Regions from separate parts of the Mus musculus genome. Here regions 1 and 2 are each linked to region 3. Evidence: chromatin contacts called from public ChIA-PET and Hi-C data. All regions are on one chromosome and are shown on one strand. Each heading gives the region's core, a stretch centred on a gene start, on an enhancer-like site or on the middle of the called end of the contact. The rest is flanking DNA. Distances are from core to core; before and after follow the strand shown. Region 1 has its middle 12 kb from the start of Gm39134. Region 2 overlaps Gm5907 (predicted gene 5907). Region 3 overlaps Rasa3 (RAS p21 protein activator 3).

Region 1 (4,385 bases), core at 1,800-4,299, 410 kb before region 3:
CTCTTCTGGAGTATCTGAGGACAGCTACAGTGTACTTACATATAATAAATAAATAAATAAATAAATAAATAAATAAATAAATAAATAAATAAATAAAAGTATCCTCGCGCACTGAGATGTTAGAACAATGTACTTACATATAATAAATAAATAAATAAATAAATAAAAAAGAGTATCCTCGCGCACTGAGATGTTAGAACAGGCATGGCCCCTGTGTTGCTCTGGCTCAGCACTGAGCACCTGGGCCCTCAAGTGGAGCCTCTTCTCTTGTCTCTGTCTCCCCAAACCCAGACAAACTGGAAAATCTCTCTAAATACATAATGTGCCCAAGAGGTGATCTTCTAAAGCAAGTCTTCTATACATGCAGCAAAAAAGCAAAGCTCTTTTCTTGGAATCTTCTGCCAAGCCCAGTATGGCCCTGGTGGGGACAGAGTATCATAGTTCCCGCCCCTGGGACAGGGCCCCAGTGTGCTGTGGGCATAAGGGTTGCTTGTGTAATAATGTGCATATTTTACATTCCTCCTTAAAGGCAGGTTCTCCCTGTTAATGTTGAAGACTCCATGATAATCAGACAGTCCGAGGCAAGGGAGTGGCTAAGTCTCCACAAACTGGTAAACACACTGGGCCCTCAGGACAGCCCTTAAGGCTACGGGAAAGAGCTCTAAATACATGAGTCCAAAATAGATATAATTTCTCATCTATGCAAAATATAAGGATGTGATGTGAATTATGAGAGACTTCATGAAACTAAAGGAACAAGGCAGCTACACAATGAGCCAGCTTGTCAAAGGCAAGCAGATTCCTGAGGTCAAGGTCAGCCTGGGACCCAGGCGAGGCCCAGGTATGTTAGAAATGGTAATTTCAAGGTGGGGCCCCACCCAGCTAGTTTATGTGCTAAACAAAGGCAGACAGATCTCTAAATTCTTTTGCAAAGTTAAAGGGAAGAAAATGTAAGGTTAGTATCTCTTAAGAATCAAAGGGCTGGGTCGAGGACTGTAGCCTCATAAAATAATCCTAAGAAACCTGGAGTAAATGACTGGATTGATGTGTAAAATAAATAGAAGACTAGACCTGTGTTCTGCAGGAGATGAGCATAAGGTTTTTTAGCATAAAAAGAGAACTGCTAGGAGAACTCTCGGTCTGTTTCTGTCTCTCTCTCACACATACACACATGCACATATACCCCAGAAGCAGGACATGGACAGAGAGATCTCTTAGAATAGCAAGCAGAACACAGCTTGGACCCACTATATGACTTCCAGTCATTCTTTTTGCCGCTCCCAGCCACCCCTTGGAGCCCCTCTCCATGCCTCATTTAGGGATCTGAAAGGAAAAAGTTGTGTCTGAAAACTTTGTTCACATGACATTCTTGTTCTGGGTAGAGTGGCTCTGACTTCCCTCCCTCCTAACCTTCAAACACTTAGAACGAGCTCCTCCCAGCGATGGTGGAAGGAAGAAGAATCTTCTCTGAGGTAAGAACAGAAGAGCTGTTACAAGAGATGCTACTGAGCAGAGACAACTCGGTCTGTTGGGCTTCTTGATGGCTTCACAGAGATGAAGTATTGGGGAAAACACGGAGAAAGTAGACAGATGTCGATAGGTGGAGAAGAGGCAGATTCCAGAAGGTCTAAGGAGGGCACTGCCCCTGTGCACAGGAGTGACATGAGCTCAGCCGAGATTCCTTGTGCAGCAAAGCACTATGATTGGCTATAATTGGAGTAATCTTTGGAAGAAGGTTTTGTCCATGGGGAATGATTGGAGAATCCTACGGGCACCAGCTATTAACCTTCACCACGCTAATGACGGCCTTCCAGAGTTACAACTGTGATTCTTTCCCCTTTTGGCTTCCTAAGTCGTGCTGTTAAGGGACTCTTGGGAATTCCCTTCATTTTTATTCTTGTTTGAAAATGATGCCCTGACAGTGCAGCTTATACTTAGCCACAAAGGGGCACTCATCCAGGCGGTGAGCTTCATTTCAGGATGTGAGTCATATTCACTGAGGCCACAAACCAAGGCAGGCCCAAAGCAAACTGAGGCCTTGCTCTCCCTTCGCAATCTGATTGAAGAAAATTTGAAAAATAAGCATAGTTGGGTCGGGCGTGGTGGCGCACGCCTTTAATCCCACACTTGGGAGGCAGAGGCAGTCGGATTTCTGAGTTCGAGGCCAGCCTGGTCTACAACGTGAGTTCCAGGACAGCCAGGGCTACACAGAGAAACCCTGTCTCAAAAAAAAAAAAAGAAAGAAAGAAAGAAAGAAAAAGAAAAAGAAAGAAAGAAAAATAAGCATAGTTGGTTAGATTGCCCATCATTTTACAGTCATGGAACTGTACGCTAGAATGGAGTAAACCCTTTCCCTAGCTCCCCATTGCCGGGCGAAGTGAGGAGGTATATGTCTTTGAAATGGAGTCTGCTTCCAGTCTAGGGATCTGTGGGGTTTTTTTCTCTGAAGGCAGAGTCCAGTCAAACCCCAAGCCAGGCTGAGGCAGTGAACTGGAGTGATTTGCTAAGTTTCAAATGTTCCACCGCTCATTCTCCCTAGAGGAACTTTTAAAGTTTTTGTTGAAGCAAAACTGAGTTTTAAGAAAATGTGAATTATCTCAAGCTTTTATTGGATTAGGTCAGAATGATCAGGACAACTCTGTCCCGCACTCCAGCCACTGTCACGTATTAAGTGGGAAAAAATCCAGTTCTGTCTCTATGTACTGAGCCTCTCCAGTGTGAACAGTGTCTGTCTGTCTGTCTGTGTTGCATCAGCGTATCTTAGGACTTGAGTGGCTGATCATATGTATGTCTGGGTCCTAAGGGTAGGAAGGCTAAGTCCGGTATCAAGCAATACGGCATCATGCCATTTGTGACTAGCGCCTTACCCTATCCTAACTATGCACAAAGCAAAAGAGGAGGATGCAAGAACTCTGGACCAAAGTGCGGCTTTGAAGAGCCAAGAACAGGGGAGGGAGGTGAACTCAGGGCCCCTGTATAAGCAGCACACGGGGGTGTGGACACCTCTTAACCACAGGCCTCTGTATGAGAAGATAGCGGGTCCCTGTCTGAGCAGGATCTTGCTGACGTCACTTCCTGGCTTTGGCGTGTCTGGTCCCCACCTACACCCCAAGGTATGCCCCGCTCTGAAGGAAGTGAGCTAGGTCCAGAGCACGATGTCCTGACTGGAGAAGGAGCCTCTGGAAGCACGTTAGCTTCCCCAATGCCTATGTGAGTGCCAGGCTAGAGCAGAGACCTGAGCTGCGCATGGGATCGGTGCTGAGGCTGAAGGGGCCACAGCCAGCCAGTTAGAGCTTGCCAGCCAGTACCACAGAAAATAATCAAAAAGAGAAAGCTTTTTGAAACTCAGGGGCTTGTTTTGAGGTTTACTTTGCTCTTTGTTCGTTTCTTTGTTGAGACAGAGTCTTACTATGTAGTTCTGGCTGGCGCAGAACTTTCTTTGCACACCAGGCTGCTCCTGATCCCAGAGCTCCGCCTGCCTCTGCATCTACGGTGATGGGGTTTAAGAAAGGTGAATGCAAACACGCCCAGAAATTTTTGGTTGTTTTGTTGCTGGTTTTGTTTTGTTGAGACGTGGTGTGCGTGTGTGTGTGTGTGTGTGTGTGTGTGTAACCCTGGTTGTCTTACTACTTATTTTGCAAACCAGGCTGGCCACAAACTCATCGAGATCCACCTGCCTCTGCTTCCTTCTTACCCCCTTCACCTCCACCTCAAGTGCTGGGATTAAAGGCATGCACCACCACCGCCCAGCCAAGTTTTGGTTCTTGCAGCTCAGATATTCATCTGCAGTGGCCTCCACTCTCCTTAAGCAGGAGATAACTGTTGCCAGGGTCATATCTAGCCAGTGCAACAACTACCCACTATCTGTGTGCCAACAGCTCACTGTGAGAGAACAGCCTAAGAAAATGTAGCAAGACATCAGCTCATTGTATCAAATGGTTGCTTTGTCCACCAGCTTCTCTCCAGGTCCAACCCCTCCAGCCTATTGGTTGGAATTCCAAAGCCTGTCAGGAATGCAGATTCTCAGCCTGTTGCTGAATTACTGCCTTCAGCAATAAGATGCACCCTGGGTGTTACAGAATGCCCGAATGTCAACAGCCACCTAGTCTGTGTGGTGAGGGACTCCCCGACTCCTCACGTCCCTGGACTAAATTTGAATCCTGGATACTGCCACATATTTAACAATGGCAGAAAGTGCCACTCACTCCCCAAGTTCTCTTTGACTTCCTGGAATACAACATAACCAGATACTCCAGTTCCCTTGCAGTCCATCGTGGCCACATGATCCAGTCATAACAAGGGGTGAAAGAACAGTGCCCATCAAGACTCATATGCTCTGCCCTTCGGTTTAACTTAACTGTAGTGAGGGCAGCCACAGACGCTCC
Region 2 (4,673 bases), core at 1,563-4,062, 390 kb before region 3:
CCAAGATCTGATCCAGAACCTTAGAAAGGAGCATGTCCTTTGTCAACACCAGTGACCTGCCTGTGCTGTCCTTACCTTCGCCATCTGTTGGATGCCAGTGAGTACTGGTTACTGGTACTTTGTTCCCTGTGGCTGCATGGATTCCTGAGTGGTTCTAAACACTTCTACCAGCCAGGGCTTCCATCTCCCTAGCATGAGGCTCTCAGATAGAAGAGTCTTCACCCAGTTGCACAGGACTCTTAAGGAGCTGTCAAATGCCAAGTGTGTGCTGTAGCAGTTGAAGGACTGCCTGCCTAACAGGTAACTCCCCCAGACCTCCCTGGGAAGCCCCTGCTCTGACTTGCTATCTCATTCCATATATGTATACATATATATATATACACACACATATACATAACACACATATACACATATACACACATATGTATATATACATATACATACACACATATAATATATATAACATATAATATATATTTCATACATACACACATATAATGTTATATGTGTGTGTATGGTATAATATATATTATATCCCGTAGCATCAATATATGACATTCTGTAATACAACTTCTAATACATGCACAGCACTGCATTTCTTATTTGGGATTTACACACTTGTTCTGGTAGCAGGCCACACTTAAGGCCAGAAGGCACAGAGCAGCTTATGTGTGATGTTCGCTTGTCCCAACAGAGTCCTTCTCAGATCTGTATTTATATTAAAAACAAAATCACATATAATAAATAAGTCTAAGATCACCTTTCAGCCGGGCAAATAGAAAACAAACAAGTAACATAGCCATCTGCTAGACTCATCTAAATTTGTGAATCTGACAAGATTTGCGCTGTTTTATCCAAACTCACTTTGAGACACTTGATCTCCCCATACAAGGCGACTTTCCTTTGTGTCCCTGATCTCAAGATACCTAAATATTATTTTAAAAATTTAAACGATAATTTTAGCCTGATACAGTGACACGTACCTGCTGAGGAATCCATCTGCAGCTCAGAGACATCTCCAGTCCAAAAGTCTGTTAATTTTCAAATGCAGTTCAAATACCATAGGAGTCTGACCTCAGGTATGTGTTTAAATACTGGAAAAAATACATTCAAATGTTCCTCAAGGCTACTTCTGAGAATGGATTGTTTTGTGTTTCCGTCTGTATATCTTACTGAATTTTCTTATTTTTGTGCAATAAGAATATGATTCTTCAGTCATTAAAAAGAAATTTATCAGGTAGGGGAGACATTGTGATCGTAAAATGCCCTACCACCACCACCACCACCACCACCACCACCACTACCACCACCACCACCACCGCCACCACCACCGCCACCACCACCACCACCACCACCACCACCACCACTACCACCACCACCACCACCACCACTACCACCACCACCGCCGCCGCCACCACCACCGCCACCACCACCACCACCACCACCATCACCACCACCACCACCACCACCACCACCACCACCACCACCCAGGCTCCCATTACAGAGAGCACGCAATCCCAAAGACTCTCCCAACTGTGTGAAACTTGATTGCCTGCTTTGTGTGTCAAGGGACTGTATTCATGCCTTTCCCTGTTTGGAAAAAAAAAAAAAAAGTAGTTAATTTTGTTCTCTCTAAATAAAGAACATGGTCTCTCAAGTATAACTGTACTGTGGGGGGGGGGGGGCAGGGGATTATATACCAGTAACTGCTCTTGGTTAACAATAATAGTTTTTTAATTGTTAGTGACTAGAACACCCAAGGACGGCATTTCCACTATTACGTAGACCACTGGTTCACATCCTCCTAGGAACAACACTGAGAAGCGAGCAGATGTTAGGCAAACTCATGTGTGTTTTTTGCTGTGTTAAAGCAGATGTGGGGGGAGTTGAGAAACCTCAGTGTAGTTGTTTGAACTATACTGGAGAAAAAGACCCACGTGAAACCAGGGATTAGCATAAGGGGGTCTTAGAGGCCTTGGAGGGTGTGTCAAGGGGAGGGGCCCGCTGCTCTGTCCGAAACAGTAGCCCGTGCATTGTCTTGTTTTCTAGGAGCAGAACTCAGAGGTTAAATGTTTTTTCTATTGCTACTGTTTACAGTTGTTTGGGGTCAGCAGAATGGCTATTCAAGGCTGTCTTGTTTTTTGCTTTGGGTTTTTTCTGTCCTTTCCTTTCCCTAAAAGGGTCCATCTCCTTCAGAGCCACAACACACACACACACACACACACACACACACACACACACACACACACACACTGTACACTGAAGATGCCATTCTGGGCTTTCAAAAACTGTAATTTTTGTGGCCGTGGGGCTCTGGCTAGAGGCGGGTTGAACTCGGTGACCTTTGGCAGGAGGCACAGACTTTTACGTGGACCGGGTGAGATCCAAGAGGACTGCGCTGGGTCTCAGGGCTCGGAGCTGCGGTAGGTCTCTGTGATGCTGCTGGGGCCTCGGGACTGGTCTAGGCAGCTCTGCCAAACCACTCACTCTCTGACCTATAGTAAAGTACATTCCCCCCGCGAGGGAGCCACGGAGAAAATAAAGAGGTTGAACTGGGTTGGTGGTTTTCACCATGACATTTTGGCCAGGGAGCCCTGTGTTTAAATGAACTTAATTGTACAGAAAACCAGCCAGGCACAGAGCAACGTTAGGCCACTGTACTTCAGGTAGAGGCATGAGCCCTAAAGTCTGGCACCCTACTGCCACAAAGCAGTTTGAGCCCTTATTTTTCATGTGACATCTAGATCTCCAAGCTGCGGTACAGTGCGGGGGGGCTGGGGGTGGGTGGGTGGAGGACGACTTCCTCCTGAGGTGGCAAGGCTGTGCATCTGGCCAGCCACACAAAGCCATAGGAAGTTACACTCTTCCACTTTAGACACTGAACAAAAGAGTCAGAATGGTAATAGAAAGTAAATATGGGCTCTAGGTGGAAAGCAAATCACTTCCTCCTGCCAGTTTCGGTTCTTAAGCCAGTCTATGAATTCATTTTAACGTGAAAGTAATAGGAGAAAAGCATTTCGGTGTCCACACATGCGCAGTGGCTCACAGGAGCGTAAATGCTATGGGGCTCTACAGAGAGGGTGTGGGCAGTCAGGGGCAGCTGTGCCACAAGGCAGATTCCTCCGCTGATCAAAGCTTGTGAGTACCACTCTCTTCCTGGCCGGAGCCATTTGTTGGCAACATTCCTTTTATGTATGTGCACAAAGGGAAAGTGTGTACTTTATTCAAGGCAATAGAGGTGAAAAGTAGAATTTGCTCAACACTAATTGGTTCTCAATTCCTTTTAAATCAAAATCATCAATATGGCAAAGAAGCGAGTTTTAGGCGTGATAATATTGGATCTTCTTCCGACCAAGATGGCTGAGGTTGGTCCTAACACAGCCACTGCGCTCCGGGTGTTTGGGGGCAGCTTCTGCTCTTGCTTTCTCCACCGCCAGCTCTCTGAGGCACTCTAATGCCAGCCTCCCAGAGGTGAGGAGAGGCCCCGGTCACACAGTTCCATCAGCACCTTTTGATTATTTGCTGGATAGGGTCCTGGTCTAGGGACAGAGCAGGGTTCCACAGTCATTGAATGCAGCTCAGCTCCAGGATGGCTGCCCCGGACAAAACACCCTTGTGTGACTGTCCAGTACTAACCTTCCTTGAAAATCAGTATATGCAGGTGAAAAAAACGAAACAAAACACAACAAACAAACAAAACAAATGAAAAACCAACTCATTGCATGAATTTGAGCTGAAATCACAGCGCACAGAAGAAAAGCAGGAACATCTGTAACGTTGCTTCCTAGGAAGAAATCAATCCGTGGTTAAGATTATAGGATACAGGAAGGAAAAATGAGCAGGTTGGGTCGTGCTTGGTGCTGGAGTGTGCAGTTGGCATGTGGAGGCTCTGGGTCTGATCTCCAGAACCACAAAAAAAAAAAAAAAAAAAAAAAAAAAAAAAAAGCTCAAAGAAAAAACGTTTATCCTGAAAACGAGCCATCAGTGGAATCGATCGAAAACACCCTCGGTAGCTAAGGGTCTTTCCTGAAGGAAATCCCAAGGGAGTGATTCCTAGGACTTCCACCATTGGAGAGAAACAGACATGGCATGTCTTCGCCTGTTCCTAACACTTAAGTTCTTCAGTTCAAAACCCAACCCAGTGTACAGGCATGAAACAAAAGGAGACTCCGTGGAAGACAGTGAAACAGACTGACAGCCTGGTCAGATCTGAGCTCCAGGGCCCTTGACTGATATTTCCCAGGCTTGGAGCTGGGGGAGGGGGGAGCAGCAGCCTGCTGCACCATGAGGAAACCACAATGACTGTCCCCAAAGAAGTCTGTTCCCTCCAACTGATGGCAGGAAAGGGAAAGGAGGCCTAAAGGTGTTCTGGGGAATAGGCACTCCGCTGCAGATAGAACATCTCAAGGTTATGAACTGCACAGGTCCAAGAATGGTACCCATAGTGCCCCAGTGTTCACATCTGGTGAGGTCCAGGTTCCTTGTGGCCAGCACTGAGTGCCCGAGGTCTCGTGCAATGGGAAAGAGCTGAGCTATCTTTGTTCCTTGAGGGGCAGGGCGAGGTACACTTTGTCTGCTTGACCTGCATCCTGTAACTCTAGCTGCTTTGGGGAAGACAGACCTTGAATTCACCATGGACAGCCTTGTAGACTCCATCAAAAAACCAGTGATCT
Region 3 (4,221 bases), core at 353-2,852:
TAAAAGGTTGCCAGTGGTTGCCCATGGTCAAGGGCCACTTTTTTCTCTGGGGTTTTTGAAAGCATGGGAGCTGAGAAAAGTGTTGACTTCCTTCCCTGGCCCAGTCCTGCCTCTGGGTTTGTTTGCTTTTGTTTGTTTGTTTGTTTGTTTGTTTTGTGCGTGCCTCATCCGGTCTTGGCTACACAAATCTCACCTAGAGCCATCTCCACATTTCTCCCTGCCTTGGCCTAGTGACCACTCAGGCTGGTAGGGATGGTTTAGAGGGGAGTGTCCCTTAAGGAGCCACCCTCTCATGATGACCTGGCCAGGAGTCCTCTCAGTTTCATGAGGCAGCAATACATTCGAAATTTTGTTACCAGTTAAGTTTTTGGGGACACTAAGCAGAGATCTGAGCTGTGTCCATCTTCCTGGAGCCTTGACAGCCCCCTTCATAACAGCGTTGGCAGTCATTGTTTCCCAAAGTACACACCCTCGGTGTTAAGTGGGCCACAACCCGCTTGCTGCACAGGCGGCGTTCCTTTGCATGCTCAGGTTGGACACACCCTCACTGAGGTCTTGGGAAGTTGCGTCTTTCTCTTTTTGTTTGGGTAACCTGACTACAGGTCTATCGCTTCAACGATCTCTTCAGCGGATCTGTTTGGGGTTTTGATTTCCTCTCACTTCCTGCTTTTCAGATTTTGCTGTTTTTGGTGTGTGTGTGTGTGTGTGTGTGTGTGTGTGTGTGTTTGGTTATTTCTGCTTTCGGAGGATAACTCTGTCCTAATTTACTGATTCCGGGTCTTTCTCCTTCCCAGAACATGCATCCCACGAATCCTGCTAAGCTGTACTTTCATTTTCATTTATTTAAAAATACTTTTAAATTTGCCTTAAGACTTCTCTAACCAGAGTGATATTTGGAAGTCGTAATCTTCGTGTATTTGGAGGGTTTCTTTTGGTTACCAGTTTCTAGTCCGTCCCGTGAGTGCTGAGAGTGGACTCTGGTTTTCCCCCCATGTATCTGATGAATGATGCTGAAGGTACTTCCCTTGTCCCCAGCGAACTCAGTAGGGTAGTCCCTGCTGTGTGACAAGGTCTAGGAACTCCGATTAGCTCCTCTCAGGACCTCATACAGTGGAACCGGGCCACCTGTCACCGCCTCTGTTCTCGGACATTCTTGATATTCATCTCAAGGCTGGAGGGAAGACTTGTGGCACTTCCTTTCCAGGCCATGAAATAATGTTTCTCTCTCGGATCAGAGTGAATTCGGAGCCACCTGTCTGTCCTTCAGCAGGTCTTGAAGAGACGGAAGGCACCTGACCCTGTGCTGTAGGAGCTAACTGAACCAAGATATGGGACCTGGGAACAGAAAGTATGACTCTGAGGGCTGAAACACAGGTGTAAACCTGATGGGTTGCTGTGCACCACCTGACCACAGGGCAAGAGGCCCCTCCCAGCCTCCACCCTGACACCTCTCCCCATAGGCAACGCCCATCATGTGCAGGGCTAGAACCAGAGAGACTTCTGGCCACAGGCTTGCCTAGAGCACCTTCATGGTGCAGAGGGGTCATGGCGGTGGCGGCTGTTTCACCTCCTCCTGGCCTCTCCCAGACCTCTAGAAACGGAAGCCGCTGCTCACTGAGGTGGGAGCCGCCCTAGTGAGGAGTGTTTGTGCTGAGTCTTGGGGGCACCGCTAGTGTGTGGGAAAAACAGGAAACAGGAAGGCAGCTGCCATCAGCTGTGGGAGGTGGGGTCATCTACCTCACCCCAGTGCTTCTGCCTTTCAGAGGCTAAAAGATGAAATGAGCTCCATCCATCTGAACAGCTCACAGCTGGGTCCTAAAAATGGCCTGCTGGTGGTAAGGCCAACTTCAGGGGCCGGGGATGGCCACTGCAGCACCCGGCAAGCTCCAACAGTCATGGAATATGGAGCTACAAAACTCACTCGATATTGTGCCTCTTAGTGTTTGGAGGTTTCCTCATCACTAAACAGCCGAGGGCAGGGACACGGCGTGGGGAGAGCTGGTACCCACCTTCATGGTCCTTCTGTCTTAGTTACGGTTCCTATTATTTTGATTAAATGCCATGGCAGAAAGCAACTTGGGGAGGAATAGGTTTATTCTACCTTACCATGTGCAGTTCATCACCCAGGACAGGAACCTGGAGGCAGGAGCCAGTTCAGAGGCCATGGAGGGATGCCGCTTACTTCTTTGCACTTCATGGTTTGCTTAGCCTGTTTTCTTGGGACAGTCGGGGACAGCCAGACCCAGGGATGGCATGACCCACAGTGGGCTGGGCCCTCCTCCATCAATCAATGATGAAGAAAATGCTCCATAGGCTTGCCTACAGCCCAGTCCTGTGGCGACATTTCTCAATGGTAGTTCTCTAACTTTGTGTCAAACTGACCAAGACAACCCAGACGCCTTATGTCAGCATTTTGGGGTGGCAAAGGCAGGAGATCCAGAACTCACTGTCACCTCAGAAGCCTGAAAGAGTGTCCCTAGACATTTAGAGACCTCAGTTCAAGTCAAATCAGGATTTGTGGCGTCGATGCAAAAGAGGATTTCGTTTCAGGACTGGCTAGTATGAACTAGCGCTGGGATTTAATGAAGATATTTGAATATAGAATTAAGCACAAAGGTTAAGGGAAAGGCTTTCAGAAGGAAGACACGGGAGAGCGTGGGTGTGATCCTCTCACATGTGAGAGTGTTGGTGTGATCCTCACACTCCTGAAAGCATTTCATGTGGGGATTTCACAGTCACAGAAAGCAAACCACCCAAGTGTAGCTACTCTCTCTATTAGTAGGGTAATAGTTCATGACTGTCTTTGAAGGGATGCTACACCTAACTGAGGTCACTGAGGAGTCCCTGAGGGGCTCCCCACAGAATGACACTTGATAAGGTGAAAGTCTAGCTCACAGTGACAGACAGGTATGATGTCTTTACTGTGAACTAAGGTATCAGTTTTGGGCTCTCCTAGGCAAGGCCTTGTTTGAAGGCTCAGGAGCCCAAAGGTGTGATCCTCTCACATGTGAGAATGTTGGTGTGATCTTCACACTCCTGAAAGCATTTCATGTGGGGATTTCACACCCGCAGTCACAGAAAGCAAACCACCCAAGTGTAGCTACGCAAGAGGCCGTGGAGACTTTCTGGTTTAGCCTCCCCTTCTCTAATGACAGGCATCTTGGATTAACATTTGTGTGCACTTAACCCACGGGAGGTCCCACATCTCACGGGAGGTCCTACATCCCACGTGGATACTGCTAAGGAGCAGGGCCTACTCTCCTGATGCCTTTCCCTCTTCATCCTCATGGTGTGACTGTGTAGAGATAAACAAAGGAGGTTGGGGTTGCCAGCTACCTGTCACCCTTCTAGAAGCATTCATGAAAATTAACTTCATGGAGAATGAGACTTGAATGCTCTGGCCTCCCCATGGAGATCGCAGCCCTCTTGGGAGAGTCTTTCCTGCTGGGTCTCACTATAACATGCCCTGGACATATGCATTCGTAGCATTCCTAGGGGCCACATGTCTGCGTGTCCACATGTCCTTTTTTTATGCTTTTAAGCCCATTACCTCTCCAAGTCTGAGTTTCTAGGTCTGGCACCTTCTGGCACAAGTACCAGCCACTTGAAGGGCCACAGATTTCCCACAATCCTTGTCTGCTTGTGACACCATCCTTGTGCCTTACAGGGCAAGGTCCACCTGGAGCTGAGACTAAGTGAGGTCATTACGGACACTGGTGTCGTCTGCCACAAACTCGCTGCACGGTAAGTCACCTGGGGAACTGAGGACATACTGCGTTTCTCCAGAGGTGGCCTCTCTCATCCCTCCTGCCCCCCTGGAGCTGATGCTTACCCACCCCGGGCGTGATGTGCAGCTCCTGCAGGTAGCCTGACTTACTCAATCGTACTTCCTACTAATACTTCATACTTCATACCACACTTCAGCTGAGAAGGGGGCCCTGCTTTCCAGAGCTAGAAATAGAAATGAGCAGACATGCAGGGGGACTGGAGCAACAACAGTGAGGTCACGTGGGTGGGTATGGACACATGAGGTCACTCCTAGCTAGAGTTAATCCCTGGACTTAGCAGCAGAGCACTCGGCAGCACCTCTATAAGGGTAGCAGGCTCTATAGCTATCTGTGGCTCCAGGGGAATGTAGATAGACACATTCCACTTTGCATTCAGACTTCAGGTCGGCTCCACCCTGGCACTGTACACCAAGTTGAGACCTGCCCTTTCATA

What was found. Hi-C and Micro-C count contacts between places; a contact is called where the count stands out from the background. ChIA-PET counts read pairs in DNA pulled down with a chosen protein or histone mark.
Region 1: an RNA polymerase II ChIA-PET map of memory CD8 T cells shows a contact between it and region 3, with 161 read pairs. The contact joins two enhancer-like sites. A contact is called at or near these places in 1 of 484 Hi-C or Micro-C datasets (CD8 T cells) and 2 of 115 datasets of contacts at active chromatin or transcription factors (memory CD8 T cells and thymic regulatory T cells).
Region 2: a contact with region 3 is called in a Hi-C map of CD8 T cells, with 2.2 times the contacts expected there. The contact joins two enhancer-like sites. A contact is called at or near these places in 1 of 484 Hi-C or Micro-C datasets (CD8 T cells) and 1 of 115 datasets of contacts at active chromatin or transcription factors (memory CD8 T cells).

Annotation. Positions count from the first base shown.
Region 1 is chr8:14,011,420-14,015,804 of GRCm38.p6, reverse strand. No RefSeq gene overlaps it. Among named protein-coding and RNA genes, the nearest start is that of Gm39134, 12 kb to the left of the region's middle. Within about 2 kb of position 3,049, at least 64 of the 459 cell types and tissues checked have an H3K27ac peak or open chromatin away from gene starts, as enhancers often do. A contact at or near this core is called in CD8 T cells, memory CD8 T cells and thymic regulatory T cells, where this site is marked.
Region 2 is chr8:13,990,895-13,995,567 of GRCm38.p6, reverse strand. All of the region lies in intron 1 of Gm5907 (predicted gene 5907), which reads right to left. Among named protein-coding and RNA genes, the nearest start is that of Gm5907, 7.1 kb to the right of the region's middle. Within about 2 kb of position 2,812, at least 64 of the 459 cell types and tissues checked have an H3K27ac peak or open chromatin away from gene starts, as enhancers often do. A contact at or near this core is called in CD8 T cells and memory CD8 T cells, where this site is marked.
Region 3 is chr8:13,597,737-13,601,957 of GRCm38.p6, reverse strand. It overlaps Rasa3 (RAS p21 protein activator 3), which reads left to right. Exons shown (of 24, transcript NM_009025.2): 5 at 3,668-3,744. Among named protein-coding and RNA genes, the nearest start is that of Gm34795, 16 kb to the right of the region's middle. Within about 2 kb of position 1,602, at least 135 of the 459 cell types and tissues checked have an H3K27ac peak or open chromatin away from gene starts, as enhancers often do. A contact at or near this core is called in CD8 T cells, memory CD8 T cells and thymic regulatory T cells, where this site is marked.